Regions from separate parts of the Oryctolagus cuniculus genome. Here regions 2 and 3 are each linked to region 1. A link is a contact called in public Hi-C and Micro-C data. All regions are on one chromosome and are shown on one strand. Each heading gives the region's core, a stretch centred on a gene start, on an enhancer-like site or on the middle of the called end of the contact. The rest is flanking DNA. Distances are from core to core; before and after follow the strand shown. Region 1 holds the start of HSDL2 (hydroxysteroid dehydrogenase like 2). Region 2 holds the start of UGCG (UDP-glucose ceramide glucosyltransferase). Region 3 holds the start of INIP (INTS3 and NABP interacting protein).

The links. A called contact is a pair of places that touch in the nucleus more often than the background predicts.
Region 2: a Hi-C map of an unstated tissue shows a contact between it and region 1, with 3 times the contacts expected there. The contact joins the promoter of UGCG here to the promoter of HSDL2 in region 1. A contact is called at or near these places in 2 of 6 Hi-C or Micro-C datasets (psoas muscle and an unstated tissue).
Region 3: a contact with region 1 is called in a Micro-C map of ear pinna, with 6 times the contacts expected there. The contact joins the promoter of INIP here to the promoter of HSDL2 in region 1. A contact is called at or near these places in 3 of 6 Hi-C or Micro-C datasets (ear pinna, psoas muscle and an unstated tissue).

The regions. Positions count from the first base shown.
Region 1 is chr1:215,956,470-215,961,597 of mOryCun1.1, reverse strand. It overlaps HSDL2 (hydroxysteroid dehydrogenase like 2), which reads right to left and starts at 2,636. Exons shown (of 11, transcript XM_008249545.4): 1 at 2,498-2,636. The coding sequence starts at 2,514.
Region 2 is chr1:215,474,516-215,479,643 of mOryCun1.1, reverse strand. It overlaps UGCG (UDP-glucose ceramide glucosyltransferase), which reads right to left and starts at 2,877. Exons shown (of 9, transcript XM_070055584.1): 1 at 2,490-2,877. The coding sequence starts at 2,587.
Region 3 is chr1:216,266,705-216,271,832 of mOryCun1.1, reverse strand. INIP (INTS3 and NABP interacting protein) reads left to right here and starts at 2,409. Exons shown (of 5, transcript XM_002707972.5): 1 at 2,409-2,668; 2 at 4,022-4,103. The coding sequence starts at 4,079.

The sequences.
Region 1 (5,128 bases), core at 1,387-3,886:
TCAGATTGGCACAGTGTGCCGGCCGCAGCAGCCATTGGAGGGTGAACCAACAGTAAAGGAAGACTTTTCTCTCTGTCTCTCTCTCACTGTCCACTCTGCCTGTCAAAAAAAGCAAATATATACATATAAAAAATGTACTCGTGTGTGTGTGTGTAAATTTCTCTTTTTATACAAAAGACAGTATATCTAGAAAATTAGGGCAATTTTTAAAAATTATTTATTTATTTAAGAAGCAGAGAGATGCAGAAAGAGACAGATAAACAGAGATAGCACAATTCCCTGGTTCATTCCCCAAATGCCCGCAACAGCTTAGATTAGACCAGGCCCAGGCCAAAGCCAGTAGCTGAGAACTCAATCCAGGTCTCCCACATGAGTGGAGAGACCCAACTGCTTGAGCCACTACCTAGAGCCTCCCAGAGTGTATCTACATTAGGAGGAAGCTGAGTCAGGAGTCAGCATGGAGACTCGACCCCAGGCTCCCTGACATGGATGTGGAATCTTCACAACTAGGCAAAATGTGCACTCCTCAGGTAATTTGTTAATGTACGTGCTTCATGAAAATGACCCAACTATTGCTTTAAAAATCCTCCTCCCTTTGCCCTAGTTGGACTGATTCCCAATAGGACAAAGGGCATTTTCCTCTTTACAGAGTCTCAGGCCTTGGCAGAAAGGCAAGAGTGGGCAGGACTTTCCACTAAGGAACTCCTCCGCTCCAAAGCATTACTACCACAATGGAGGTATTCACAGCACCTCCAACAAAGATTCCAAACTGCTCGAGACCACTAATATCAGACAGCTAAAACTTAATGAATGTACAATTAACCTACACTTCAATAGACTAAAATTATCTGGCATCTCAAAAAAAAAAATCAAGATAAATGTGATAAAATCTGAAATCTTTAGCAATTTTTAAAAAGAATAATTGCAAAAATAGTTAAACTATTCTAAAGTTCATTTGAAAGAATACTCAAGAATAACCCTGGAAATCATTCAAAACCCAAAAATCATTCAAATGAGGCAGGAAATGCCCTTCCAAGAATATTAAAGGTTTATAAAACTACAGTAATGAAAACAGTTTTGCATAAGGACAGTGTTGCTGCATAGTGGGTTAAGCCACAGCCTGCAACACCTGATTGCCATAAGGGCACCACTGGTTCAAATCCCAGCTGCTCCACTTCTCATCCAGCTCCCTGCTAGTGTGCCTGGAAAAAGCAGCAGAAGATGGCCCAAGTCCTTGGGTCCCTGCCACCCATGTGGGAGACCCAGAAGACACTCCTGGCTTCAGCCTGGTCTTGCTCTGGCTGTTGTGACCATCTGGGGCATGAACCAGCAGATGTAAGATCTCTTTCTTTCTCTCTCTGTAACTCCTTCTCTCTCTGTAACTCTGTCTTTAAAGAAAAAATGGGGGGGGGGGGGTGTGGAGTTGAGGGGAGGAAGATCTACTTATCCTGAAAATCTGTGTATATGAAGTAAAAGCAGCAAGGCCAAGAATGGAATTTGCTACATTGTTTAAGATACATGTCTGGGTGGTATAGGAAACATGTCTATTAAAGCACAGAATAGAAACATATCAGAAAGTAACTGGAGGACTGGATTTTTAAGGATGAAGGAGGACCCGCCCCGTGGCACAGGAGAGTAAGCGTCCCCTGCAGAGCCAGCTTCCCTTATGGGCAGCGGTTCTGGGTCCCAGCTGCTCCACTTCCAATTCATCCCCCTGATCGGTGCAGCCATCTGGGGAGTGAACCAGTGGATGGAAGACCTCTGTGTCTCTCCCTCGCTCTGTAACTACGCCTCTCAAGTAAACAGATTAAAAAAAAAAAAAAAAAACTCACTTTTTATCTTACACCCTTTTGAACCCTGTAAGGAAAGGACAACACGTCACCTGGCTCAAAGTTCCCAAACTTTACACAAACAGCAAGTAGGACGGTGGCCGTGCAGAAGCTCGGTTTTGCACGATGAAAAAGTTGTGGAGACCGGTAGCACAACAATGTTGAATTACACTTAACACCACTCAGCTTAAAAACAGCTCAGATGGCGAACTTTATGATACGTATATTTTAAAGTGGAAAAGAACATTTCTTTCCCAAAAACGTACTCATATTTGAAGGCTGGTTTACTGTGTTGCTGATTTAAAGATCTCCCCTGAAGCACTCCGTTACCTTCTCATTCTAGAATCCGAGCGCTCAGAACCGCCGCAGAGCTGAGGTCACCAGCTCCGGTGACCTTTCACCCAGAACTCGCGCGGCCAGGCCGGGCCGGCCCTGGGGGCGGCGGGGGAAGCCCCTGCCGACCCTTGCCGGCGGGAGGGACTTTCACGCCGCTGCCACTCGGGAACACACAACTTCGGGTTCCTTTACACGCGCTGTTGCACTGTGTGGGGACGCAGCGTGGACCGCAGTCCGAGAGCGGCCCGCAGGGCAAGCTTTACTGACCCTTCAGCTGCCGCGACCCACTCCGCCCGGCCAAGTGTCTCCCCGAAACGCCCCCATTCCCTTACCCCGTGTTGGGCAACATGACTTTCGCCGTTCACAGGACGCGGTGGCGGCGGCGGCGGCGGCGGCGAGCTGAGAATGCAAGGTGGACCCCCTTTCGCATTTAGCCCCGCCCCTGGGACCCGCCTCCCCCGAGGCCTCGCCCGGAGGCGGGCCCGGAAATGGGCGCTCCTCAGAAGCCGGGGGTGACTGCGTGCGCCTGCGCACACAGTGGACCTCGCCGGCGCTCGGCGTTTGTTTCTGCCCCCCTCGCAGTCGGGGCCCAGGGAGCCGGCTGTCTGCGCAGGCGCCTTGAGGCGCGCCTCCGCCCCGCCCCGCCCCCGGCACGGGTCCCGACGGTGACAATCGGTCTCCCGGCGGCCTCTAGCGTACCGAGAGCGTCATTCGCTAACGTGAGCCTAGCCCGGGCTCTGGCGGTGCCCGCTTGTGTCGCTGTGTGGGTAGAGCCAGCTGCGGGCTGGGAGGATGACCGTTCGGGTAGTTCACTGTGGCCCCTGAGCCGCGGGGACTGGCACCTCCGTGACAGGCCCTGACCCGGGGACTTGGGCCCCGGCCCCCTCCCTCCGTCCGGCTGCAGGCGCTCGTTCAGAGGTCCCGCGCAGCGCACGCTTGGCCTCGACAGAAAGTGGACTTCCGGTCAGCGTCGCGTTTCCACTGTCCAGCCGCACCTGGCGCAGTTGTAGCCAGGTGGCCGCATGGCCCAGCTACCTGAGCCAGGCTCCACCCCCATCCTAATGGGATTCGCTGCTCCGGCCTCCCTGCCCGCCCTCGGGCAAAGTTTTAAAAGGGCCTGTCCTGAACACGTGCTCTCTTGTCTCCTCTCCTCCTCTCTGTCTCTGTCTCTGATAGTCTCCTTCTCTTTCTTTCCTTCGCCGCCCCTCACTCCGGTCTGTAGGGTGTTCCCCAATAAGCCCTTTTTCCCTTACTCCGGTGTCCGGTGTGTTCTGCGACGGCTAACATTAGTATATAACACGCCAGGTCCCCAGCGTCCGTAGACAGCCTGTGAGGTGCAGGCGGCCGCTGGACCACAGCTCCCCCTGCAAACGTCGCGCTGAAGAGTGCATAATAAATCCGTGTTTTTCTCTTCTCGGTCGAAAGGTCTGCAACGAAAGCCAGATTTGGAGAGGGACATTTTTCCTCCAGAAATGACTGATGGAGTGAGGGCAACTCTACGATTCCGTTCTGCTTTCGGGAGTGTACCTCGGACGTGACCCAGCGACCCTACTGAACCGAACGCAGTGGCATGCTTGAAGGGAGACGTGACAAAGTCGCGTGCGTCCGGATGCTGGGCAGATTGTCGAGGAAACGCACCAGGAGAGGGGATGGGCCGGTCCTGGCTGAGTCTGTATTACCTGCCAAGCCCCTAGGCATTCTGACTTGTGATGCGTGATATGGTCCTTGGCGGCTACGGAGGAATTTCTTTAGTAGGTACCAGTGACGCAGGTGAGGAAGATAAAAAGGACGAGGTCTCTGTGCCGACTCTGGAGGTAGGGCGAGCAGCCAGTGAGTTCTTTAGAGCCTTGCAAATAGTAACTGATTTGGCCAGAGTGTCATAGGGGCTGTTAGATGGTAAATGCTTTCCACTCAGTCTTGGGTGCTTTTGCTGATATGTGTATAAATCTGTCAGATACAGCGAGTGAAATCTAAAATGTTCTCTCCCCTTTGAGAGCTCTGATACTCATCGTCTGTTAGATTCTTTTTGGTTGAATTGTGTACTTGTATATCCATTTGTTATAAAAAAAAAAGAGAACTCAGCTAAGGCAAAACAAAACAAAAAACCTCAGCTAAGTTTCTATTTTTGTGAACCTATACACCTGTACTAACACTATTTTTATACATTTAGATGGTTTTTGTAGAAGGCAAATTTATTCCTAAGTTATTAGAGGTAGTTTTACTAAGCAAGTTTAAGTTAAATCCATTTTATGTGACATATTGAGTAGTATTAAAATGTGATCTGGAGATAACCATGACCTACCCAATTGGCCTGATTAATCTAGCATTAGATTAATACCAGAGGTAGGAGGAGGGGGAGGAAGGAGAGGACCTGTGGACATAGTTAAAACTCCATTAAAAAAAAAAAAAAAAGATGTATTTATTAAAGCCAGAGTTACAGAGAGAGAGGAAGAGACAGAGAGGGAGGATCTTCCATCTACTGATTCACTCCCCAGAAGGCAACTGCCAGGGCTGGATCAGGTCAAAGCCAGAAGCCAGGAGCTTCATCTAAGTCTCCCATGTAGGTGGCAGAGACCCAAGCACTTGAGCCATCTTTGGCAGCTTTTCCCAGGCCATTAGCAGGGAGTTGAATTGGAAACCAAGAAGCCAGGACTCAATCCTGCACCTATATGGGATGCTGGCATCTCAGGCAGTGGCTTAATCTGCTACACCTTAGTGCTAGCTCCCAAAGCTGCATTTAGAAGATGAATTATCTTGGCTTAGAAAGAACAATTTAGGAAGGAAGCTACTGGCTGCAGCATAAAGACTAGCTTGGGAATAAATGGAGGCACACAAGACATTTAGAAGTGTACGGCATAGTAAGATGTGAAGGAAAAAAAAAAAAACAAACAACCAGTAGATAACCTGAACTAAGGCGGTAGTAGTGGGAATGAAAAGAGATTCAAGAACTTTCCAAGAGCTTG
Region 2 (5,128 bases), core at 1,628-4,127, 480 kb after region 1:
AAAAAATTCAGCAACAAATTGCAGCACAGGCAAAGGATTAAACATGTAACATACAATTAAATGTAACTAGCAAACAAATATGAAAAAGTATTCAGTGTAACTTGTAATTAAAGGCATGAAATTAAGACAAAAGATAGTGACTATTAAAGGGAAGTGGGTACCATCATACAACGTTACCAGGACTATAAATAGATACAACATTTCTATGCTGCGAGATGTATCAAAGATTGAAACGTACACCACTTTTGGCCCAGTGATTCCTTCCTCTTTCAGAAATGTAAACTAAGGAGACCATCTCCCAAAGATGCATGCACATGAATTCATCAGTGTTTGTAATCGCCATAAACCAAAAACCACCTAAATGCCCATCAAGAGTAAATAGTAGTACCTCATCAACTAAAATACCATGCACCTATTAAAAATAATGCAGAGATCATTCATTTACTGACATGAAAAAAAAAATCATGAGATTTTACAAGGCAGCTCCATGGCAACTGGGGCCTGGTGTGTCTTCACTCATTTCCAGCACCTAGAACAGTGCCTCAGACAATTTGGCTTCTCAGTAAGCATTTTGTAAATGGATGAATTTTGAGAGCAGGTTACAAATAATAACCATATGACTCCCTTCTCTCTGTTCCTCTCCCTGCCGCTCTGTCTCTCTCAGTCACACGTGCAGAGAGAGAGAGAGAGAGAGAGAGAAAGTAATTGGAATGATAGTTTTGATGTATGTTTTAAATTTCTTCATTCTTCTCTGTGTGGTCTGAATCCTTACATAGAAATTATTTTTAAATTGTTATCACTGAAAAAGTAACAACATTGTTTTTAAAGAACTCACACATTAAAGATGAACTGCACGGCCAGCGCAGTGGCTCAATAGGCTAATCCTCCATCTAGCGGCGCCGGCACACCGGGTTCTAGTCCCGGTCGGGGTGCCGGATTCTTTCCCGGTTGCCCCTCTTCCAGGCCAGCTCTCTGCTGTGGCCCGGGAGTGCAGTGGAGGATGGCCCAAGTGCTTGGGCCCTGCACCCCATGGGAGACCAGGAGAAGCACCTGGCTCCTGCCTTTGGATCAGTGCGGTGCGCCGGCCATGGCGGCCATTGGAGGGTGAACCAACGGCAAAGGAAGACCTTTCTCTCTGTCTCTCTCTCTCTCGCTATCCACTCTGCCTGTCAAAAAAAAAAAAAAAAAAAAAAAATGAACTGCACAATGTCTTCAGTGACTACAGCTCACAAACTCCAAAAATGAAGACCAACAATATCCAAGAGGCTTCCCTCACCTCCAAAGATACACCAATGCATCTGCACAAGCAGCGGATCTTTCTCCAGGCCCCAGAAATGCCGCCCAATACTAACACCATGCATTCCAGGAAAGGAAAGGCACACCTTCTCTGTACTTAGGAAAAGCTAAAAGTAATAAATTTCTTAAAACCCTCCTTCTCTTCAACTAACATATACCCCATTCTAGCTGGTGATAAAGATTTTTTTTTCTTTTGCAGGCTAAAAAGCTATGTGCATCCTTACTATGTGCTCTACGCAATTCTTTCATTCATTGACATAGATTTCATTTTAAACACAGCTTAACTCTTGAAACAGCAAAACTAGTCGCACGCCTCAAGTCTCTATTCATCCCCCTCATGCTGTTCTTTTTTATTCAGTTTTTTTTTTTTTTTTTATCACTATCTGGACTTGGGTGATCTGCCTCCTCCTTTTCAATGGAAGCGCCACGAGAACAGGAATTCTGTCCTGCTCTCTGTTGTGTCCCCAGCCCCAAGACGGTGAATGGGATCTGTAGGCCTCAAGAACTATGTGTTACATGAAGGCTGAAGAGACCTAGGCAGCAGGACGGAGGGTACAGATCTAAACAGACCCACTGATGAGGAATCGAAAATAGGAGAGAAAATCAAACTGCATTGTAGAACCCGGGACAACAGAGCTACAGCGCCAGCTCGGAGGTCTGGTGGACATTTTTTTTTTTTTTTTTTTTTTTTTGAGGTAGACAGGTGCTTCACACCTTTCTGAGAACAGAGAGCTCTCCTAGGAAGCAGAGAATCCACAGGGGGGTCTCCAGGACGCGGGCAGCGGCTACCAGAAGAGCGGGAACGATCACCATCGTAACAGGGACGTAGCCCAGGTCGAGAGAGAAAACAATCCACCATACGTCTTGGCCCAGATGAAACATCACACGGATCCCCACACAATCAGACCCAGCCAGCAGCCTTCCGCCTGACACGTAAGAGCAGCCTCCTCTGCTCTGGCTTTGCAGCCGCCTGCAACCCAGCAGCCCAACACGATCCTCTCCCACCCCTCCCCCTACAAGGACCCCCGCTCAACCGGGCCAAGGGGAGAGCGGATGGGGGGGATCAGCCTGGGCATCCGCTGTCTCCACCCCCACCCAACTCCAGTGCCCTCCAAAGCGCAAAAAGCCTCCCGCCCTCGCCTGTCCACCCGGCCGGACCCCGCCACGAGCTGCTCCGGCTGCCTCTCACTCACGTGTAGATGATGGCCATGAAATGCATCAGCCACAGCACCAAGAACAGGACGAATCCGAAGACGGCCATTCCCTCCAGGGCCAGGTCCAGCAGCGCCATCCCCCGGCCCGCCGGCCGGGCCCGGCCCGCTCCGGCCGCTACCGCCGCCGCCCGCGCTCGCGCCGGAGGAGGACTGGGTGGGCGCCCGATGCGGGGGCGCAGGGAGGCGAGAGGAAGGTGGGGGAGAGGAAGGGGAGGAGGGGGGTGGGGACGGAAGGGGCGGGCAGGGCCTGCGCGCCCCCGTCCGCGCGCACTTGCCCGCGCGCTGCCTTCGGCGCGCTCGCGGCTGCGGGCGCTGCGGGGCCGCGCTCTGTGGTCAGGGCAGCCGCTGCCCAGCACCCGGGCTCGCCTCTCCCGACGCCGGCGGCCGCGGGTCGGTCCCTACGACCTGCTGTCGCCCCGCCGCCTCCCCGCCGGGCTCCGGGCCGCGTAGCTCAGCCGCTCTGCTTCGCCGCCGCAGGTCCGCGCACTAATGGAAACCGGCGGCCCGCGCCCCGACTCCCCGGCGCGCCCCGCCCCGCCTCCGCCCTCTGGACCCGCGGCGCCCGCCCCCCGGGGGCGGTGCGCCCGCTCCTGCCCGCCCACCGCGCCGCCCGCGCGCCCGCAGCGTCGCCGGCGCGAGTGCGCCCCTGGGCGGCTTCCCTGGTGGGGCGCAGACGGGCCTTGCACCCGCTCGGGTTTTCGCTGCTGTGCACCCGGCAGTCCCGGGCGGAGGCGCCGAGACCGGCAACGCTGCAGCCCTGGCCAGGTCCCTCGGCTGCGGCTGCGGCTCGGCACCTGGTGTCTAGTCGGAGGCTGCTGTCGCTGTATCTGTGGCTCTGCAGCTCCCGGGCGCCCCCAGAAAAAGGCACGGGGCTCCGGGCAGCCTCCCGAGCTGGGCTCGCTGCGTCTGCAGCCTCCTGATCGGGCATGGCTACCAGCCCTCGTTCCTTCGCGCCAGGGTTTCCCTTTGCCTTCCGTCCTCGCTGCTCTGAATGCTGTGGGATCTTGGATCGAAACGGACCCAAGAGCAAAATAAGCTCCAGGTGCCTCACAGAGCTCTGAGCGTTTTAGAGACGGTGTGTATTATAAATGGAATTCCCAAGTTCAGGATGTGAAGAATCAAATGATAATCAGGCCCTCTAAGACCGTGCTGGCCAAAACGGTAGCCACATGGGGCCACGCGAGCCCCTAGCGTGTAGCAAATTCAGACTGAGTTGTGCTGTGTTAATTCGCCCCCAAGGTTCAAGGCCATCTCGTTAATGCGTGGTATCTTGATGACGCACACGCTGAAACGATACATTTTGGATATATTAGGTTAAAAATGAGTTTCACGTTTCAAAAAACTTAAAATGTGGCTAGCTAACTATTAGAAAAATGTAATTGTCCAGGTTGATGGTCACTGCTCTAAAATGGAAAGAGTCCCTGGACAGTAAGGTAACCAGTGTTTATTTTTAAAATGCCCATCGAGGGAGATTTTGTTTCTTTAGCCCAGATGAGTTTATACTGTTTCTCGGTGGTTTTGTTTAAACAATGTTTATTATTTCAAGTTATTTCCTTTTAAACACTCCATGACCTATCTTGGCAGATTTCAGAATTGTGTCCAATTTCGAAAAGAAGTGGTTTCTTATTGCTATTTCTTATAGATAATGATGATTGAATGAGCTATCTCAGTCCACAATTAAATGATAAACTACAATTTAGAAAAATAGTTTCTACATTGAGAATCAGTTTCGGATGTTTAATAGCTTTTTTAAGGTTTATTTATTTATTTGAAAGGCAGAATTACAGTGAGACACAGGCGGGGGGGGGGGGGAGGTCTTTATCTACTTCTGGGTCTCCCACATGGGTTCAGGGGCCCAAAGACTTGGGCCATATTCTACTGCTTTCCCAGGTCATAGCAGAGCTGGATCAGAAGTGGAGCAGCCAAGACTTGAACAGGCGCCCATATGGGATGTGGGCACTGCAGGCGGCAGTTTTACCTGCTACGCCACAGTGCCGGCCCCACATAGCTTTCGTTCTACCCAAGTCAGTGGTAAAGACTTCCTGGGCAGGCGTTTGGCACAGCAATGAAGACACCACTTGGGATCCTGCATCCAGTATTGAGGTGCCTTGGTTTGAGTTTTCCAATTCCAGCTTCCTGGTGATGCCCACCCCGGAGACAGCAGGTGATAGTTGAAGTACTTGGTCAGATCTCTGGCACTCCTGTGGGAGACCAGTCCTGGCTCCTGGCTGGATCAGGCCATAGTGGCCATTTGGGGAGTGAATCAGCAGGTAGAATCTCTCTGTCTCTCTTTTCTGTTACTCTGCCTTTCAAATACACAAATCTTTTTTTTAAACTGTGGCTTACATAGGTAAAAAACAAACAAACAAATCCTCTTCTAAGACATACTTTTGACAAACACTTGAACACATTTTAACATTTCTGAAACAGTAATACATCTAATAATCAATGGCTACTTATAATTAGTTGGCAGATGTTTTATTCTTAGTTGAATATAAAATAATGATGCATCATATATATCCATGTGTACACACATGCATCTTATTTAGAATAATTGAGATTTGTGATTTGGGTTGTGTCCAAGAAAAATATCTTGTTAGATGAGACCTCTAGAAGAA
Region 3 (5,128 bases), core at 1,160-3,659, 310 kb before region 1:
CCTCAACTTTTTACTTTCACATTGAAGGTCTGTAACCACAGTGGTTTCAGGATAAAATAATTCACACTGCTCCCTGGCATTTCCTTACCAGTTAATGGAGCCACGGGCTGCAGCTGGTACTGCTTTGGGCTTGGATTTTTCCCCAGTATATATGTAGGATCCATGTATTCATCAGTTGACCTAGAGAGCAAGTACCAGGATGCCCAAACACAGATTTTTTTTTATAAAACACAGTTTCTAATAATACTGATAGCTGACATTTACTGAGTGCTTACTATGTGCTGGCTTCTATCCTAATAATATAAACTTAGTCATTTAGTTTTACTCCCATTTTATAGATGACAGAACTGAGGCACCAAAAGGCTAACTCAGGGCTTGCAATCATTTAGTGGCAAAGCCTGGATGTGCACTTAAGTAAACTAACCCACTGTTAACTGCTGTGTTAAAATTCTTGTTAAAGAGAAGTTCCAAAAACTCACACAGGAGAAGACCGAAGGCTTTCAAGGGTTAATACCCACCAAGTAAAGGACAGAAGAATCAGCAGCAAGTCAAATGTTATCTTAATGCTCCCCTAACTCTGGGACCAAGTTTACAAGCTATTGATGAATCTGTACAGAAAACAACAAAGCTGTTTTTCTGGGGGGCAGAACTTGCTCCCCACTCCCCTTTCTTGAACAAGCTTTGTTCAGAATGCCCATTTGGGACTTAGACTGGAGCTTTCTGAATCCCTACTTTCTATATTGTCTAGTCTGGCAACAAAACAGAAATACTCTCCGAGGGTTCTATGGGCCACATACATCTCAGTCATCTTTTTAGTCACGCCAAGGCCTCTTAGCTGAAAAGAGATCCTGGCCTCCCACCAAGTGTTCATACATTATGCTTCAGACCTGGATTGAAGTAGTCAGCAAGAGCTGATCCCAGAGGAATCCCTCCCTCCAGAGCAGAACACGGTGTGAGACGTTAAGAACTTGGGCCTTAGCACCTGGCAGAGCTGTGTCCTTTGGCTCTCAGCTCACTGCTTGACATACAGCAAGGGACTCAACAGTTCCAAGTCTCCCACATACAAATCAGGGAATGGCAGGACCCAAGCTGATCACTTGGCATGTAGAAAGCACTCAATCACTGCTTAATATGGAGGAAATAAATGTGTGATGTTCAAATTATTATTTCAGTCATGGGTCCATGCACAATTAAATTGTGCAGCATAAACATTTACACTTGAGCAAACATCAATTATTAAAAGCAAATGTTCGGCCGGTGCCGCGGCTCACTAGGCTAATCCTCCGCCTTGCGGCGCCGGCACACCGGGTTCTAGTCCCAGTTGGGGCGCTGGATTCTGTCCCGGTTGCCCCTCTTCCAGGCCAGCTTTCTGCTGTGGCCAGGGAGTGCAGTGGAGGATGGCCCAAGTGCTTGGGCCCTGCACCCCATGGGAGACCAGGAGAGGCGCCTGGCTCCTGCCATCGGATCAGCGCGGTGCACCGGCCGCAGTGCGCTGGCTGTGGCGGCCATTGGAGGGTGAACCAACGGCAAAGGAAAACCTTTCTCACTGTCTGTCTCTCTCTCACTGTCCACTCTGCCTGTCCAAAAAAAAAAAAAAGTTGAAATCTAGCAAAGATGTGTACTAGGGACCACAGAATAGGTGACACACATCAATCTATGGTTCCCTTTTAAAGGAAATGTGTAAGGGCAGCTGTTAAGATGCTTCTTGGGATGCCCACATCCCATATAGAAGTGCCTGGGTCCAAGTCTTGGCTCTGTTTCCAATTCCAGTTTTCTGTTACTGCATACCCGGATGATGCTCAAGTACATATGTCCCTGCCAATCGCATGGGAGATGGTGGGATCCAGTTCCCCTACTCTGACCTGGCTCAGCCCCAGCTGTTGTGGGCTCTGGGGAGTGAAAGACAGACAATTTCCCTCTGTCTCTCGGCCTTTCAAATGCATGAAAATAAATAAAATTAATATAAGGCAATTGTGTTGGAATCTGGCATCGGGTGACACCACAAGTAATGTCTTGGTGTTTTTTTTTTTTTTTAACTTGCGGCACTCCCATTTTTGAAGTGTAGGTTATTATACACCAATAAAAACTTCTCTAAGGTATAATTACGAAAAATATCCACGATTTGTGGGTATGTGTGGACGCGCAATCCGAGGTGGTTGTCAAAGCTGGATTGTGAGTTCAGTCTCTGAAGACTCACCCTGGGAAGCCCAGCCGAGGTGGATGCGCACCGTCGGCGGCGAGATGCGGCACGTGGGGTGCCTTTTCTCTCTCCGGAGCCCCTGACCCGGGTGCTAGGGACCCACCTTGCCTGGTAGCCCCGCCCCCCGACTCGCAACCCCGCCCTGGGTCCCGCCCCCATGCGGGTCCCGCTCCCAACAGTACGGCCGGCATCTCCCATGAGTCTCTTCGGCTGTCACTCTTCGGACAAGGAGCTTCGTCTGCACCGAGGCGACCATTAAAACGCCGATCGCTGTGACGGCGACCGTAGGGTCCAGGCGGGAGGCGGGACTTCCGCTCCCTGGGGTGCACGTCAGTCAGGAGGCGGAAGCGCGGCGGGGGCGGGAAGGTTGTAGTGCGGCACGTTGGGCGGCGTTTGTCTTAAGTGGTCGCGCCCCCTTAACAGCCGAGGTCGGACTGCCAGGCCCGCCTGGCTGCGCTCGCGTCCTGGGTAAGTAGGATCCCCAGTGGGGCCAGGCGTGCGGCCCCGCCAGCAGCCGTGTGGGTTGCTACAGGGCATCGGCCTCCCCGCCGACCTTGCTCCAAACGTTTCTTGCGTCCGCCGCTTCCTTGGTCTCGCCCAGCCTGCCCACCGCGTCCGTGGGCAGAGACCCTTCAGAAATGCCGGTCCAGCCCCGTTCTCTCCCTGCTTAGCGTGCCAAATGCTGAGACGGCCCTGTGGTCCTCCACGCCTCGCCGGCTTCGCTCTACCTGTGGTCCAGCCCCTGGAGACGCCTAGCGGGTCGCTTGTTAGCAACCGGCGTCTGTCTTCAGGCCCTTGTTCCTTTCTCCGGCTCTCAGGAAGCGTGGGTCACCACTGCGGTCTCTCTACCTGCGGGGCACCGTCCCCGCGGTGCGAAGGGCGTTTGTCCAGCTGTTTTACTGCGGTTGTTTGAATGAGTCTTAGGCGTTCCTACTGTGTTGTGCGTTCCTTGCTCATCTTGGGATCTTTCCGGGGCTCAGACAAAAGCACGAGGCTTGTAAACCAGCAGCCCGATGTATTCTTACCTCTTAGTGACCCGCTGGACGGAGGCTCCTAGACTGCACAGCGGTGATAAATTAAAGGACTAATATCAAGCATCTTACACAGCGCCTGGTACAGAGTAGGTCTTGATCAGTGTTGAGCCCCTCGAACTCAGTGCTAGTTGCTGGACATGTCTTGAATGCATGGAGGGTACCGTAGGTGGCTGGTTTTTCTTCCCAGCACTGTGATGGTATGGACACCATCAACTGGTTGGTGTATTCGGTAAACACAACCTACTACTGTATTATATTGAAGATAGAGTGCTGTTAAGTGTTGGCATTCACATCTTTTGAGAATAAACCATGAATGTTCTACTTAATTAGAGGCTTAAGGCTTACACAGTTTTGTTTGTTTAAGATTTATTAATTTGTTTGAAAGGCAGAGTTACAGAGAGAGATAACTTCCCTTAGCCGGTTCACTCCCCAAATGGCCAAGGCTGCCCCAGACTGAAGCCAGGAGCCTGGAACTGCATCTGGGTCTCCTACATGGGTGGCAGGGGCTCAAGGACCAGGCACATTAGCAGGGAGCTACATCAGAAGTGGAACAGCTCGGACTTGAACTCTGTTCATGAGATGCTGGTCTCCCAGGCTGTGGCTTAACCTGCTGCACCACAACATGGGTCCCAGAGTTTAAATTTTAATTTAAGTCTGTGCATTTCAGAAGTGTCTTTCTGGAGAGATTAAGAAACAGCAAATAGATCAGCTAGCTGTTCTTGACAACTTTTAATTTGTCATTAGAGCATGGTGCATTTTATATTTGTATACATGTATTTTTTAATAGGTGATTGTAAAGTGCTGATTGATTGCCACGGAATATAATTGAACAGGAAATACGAAGATGGCAGCAAACCCTTCGGGACAAGGTAATTAATGCATGCTGAAATTTCTGTTATTCCTAGGAACTTGTATAATAAATGTAATTTAATAAGAGAAAAATTTGCATAGAGCAGTTAGTATGGCCAGAATTCAAAAATGATGGGTGGGGGCTGGCGCTGTGGCACAGCGGGTTAATGCCCTGGCCTGAAGTGTCGGCATCCCATTTGGGCACCGATTCTAGTCCCGACTGCTCCTCTTCTGATTCAGCTCTCTGCTATGGCCTGGGAAAGCAGTGGAGAATGGCCAGGTCCTTGGGCCCCTGCACCTGGGTGGGAGACCCAGAAGAAGCTCCTGGCTCCTGGCTTCGGATCAGCGCAGCTCCTGCGGTTGCGACCATCTGAGGAGTGAACCAGTAGATGGAAGACCTCTCTCTCTGTCTCTACCTCTCTCTCTGTAACTCTGTCTTTCAAAGAAATAAAATAAATCTTTAAAAAAAACCCTAAGGTTTTAAAAAAAAAAAAGCAAAAATTATGGGTGACACATGGGAGACTGGGAAGAAGCTCCTGGATCCTGGCTTTGGATCAGCCTAGCTCCAGCTGTTGCAGCCATTTGGGGAGCGAACCAGCAGATAGAAGATCATTCTCTCTCTCTCTCTCTCTCCCTCTCTCTCTCTCTCTCTCTCTCTCTCTCTTTCTTCCTCTTCCTCTCTCCCCCTCCCTCCTTCTCTCCCCCTCCCTCCTTCTCTCTCCCTCCCTCCCTCCCTCCCATTCAAATAAATAAATCTTCAAAAAAGAAGAATGATGGGTGAGTGTTTGAGGCAGTGGTTAAGCTGCACTTGGGTTACCACATCCTATTTTGTGGTGCTTGGGTTTGAGTCCTGGTTCCACTTCTGATTCTGTCTATCTGCTAACACACACCCTGGGTGCAGCAGGTGATGGCTCAAGCCCTTGAGTCTCTGCCACCTGTTTTCCAGACTTCTGACTTCAGCCTGGCCCAGCCCTGGCTGATAAGGGCATTTGGAGAGAGAACCAGTAGATAGAATAGCTCTTTCTCTGCCTTTCAAATAAAATTT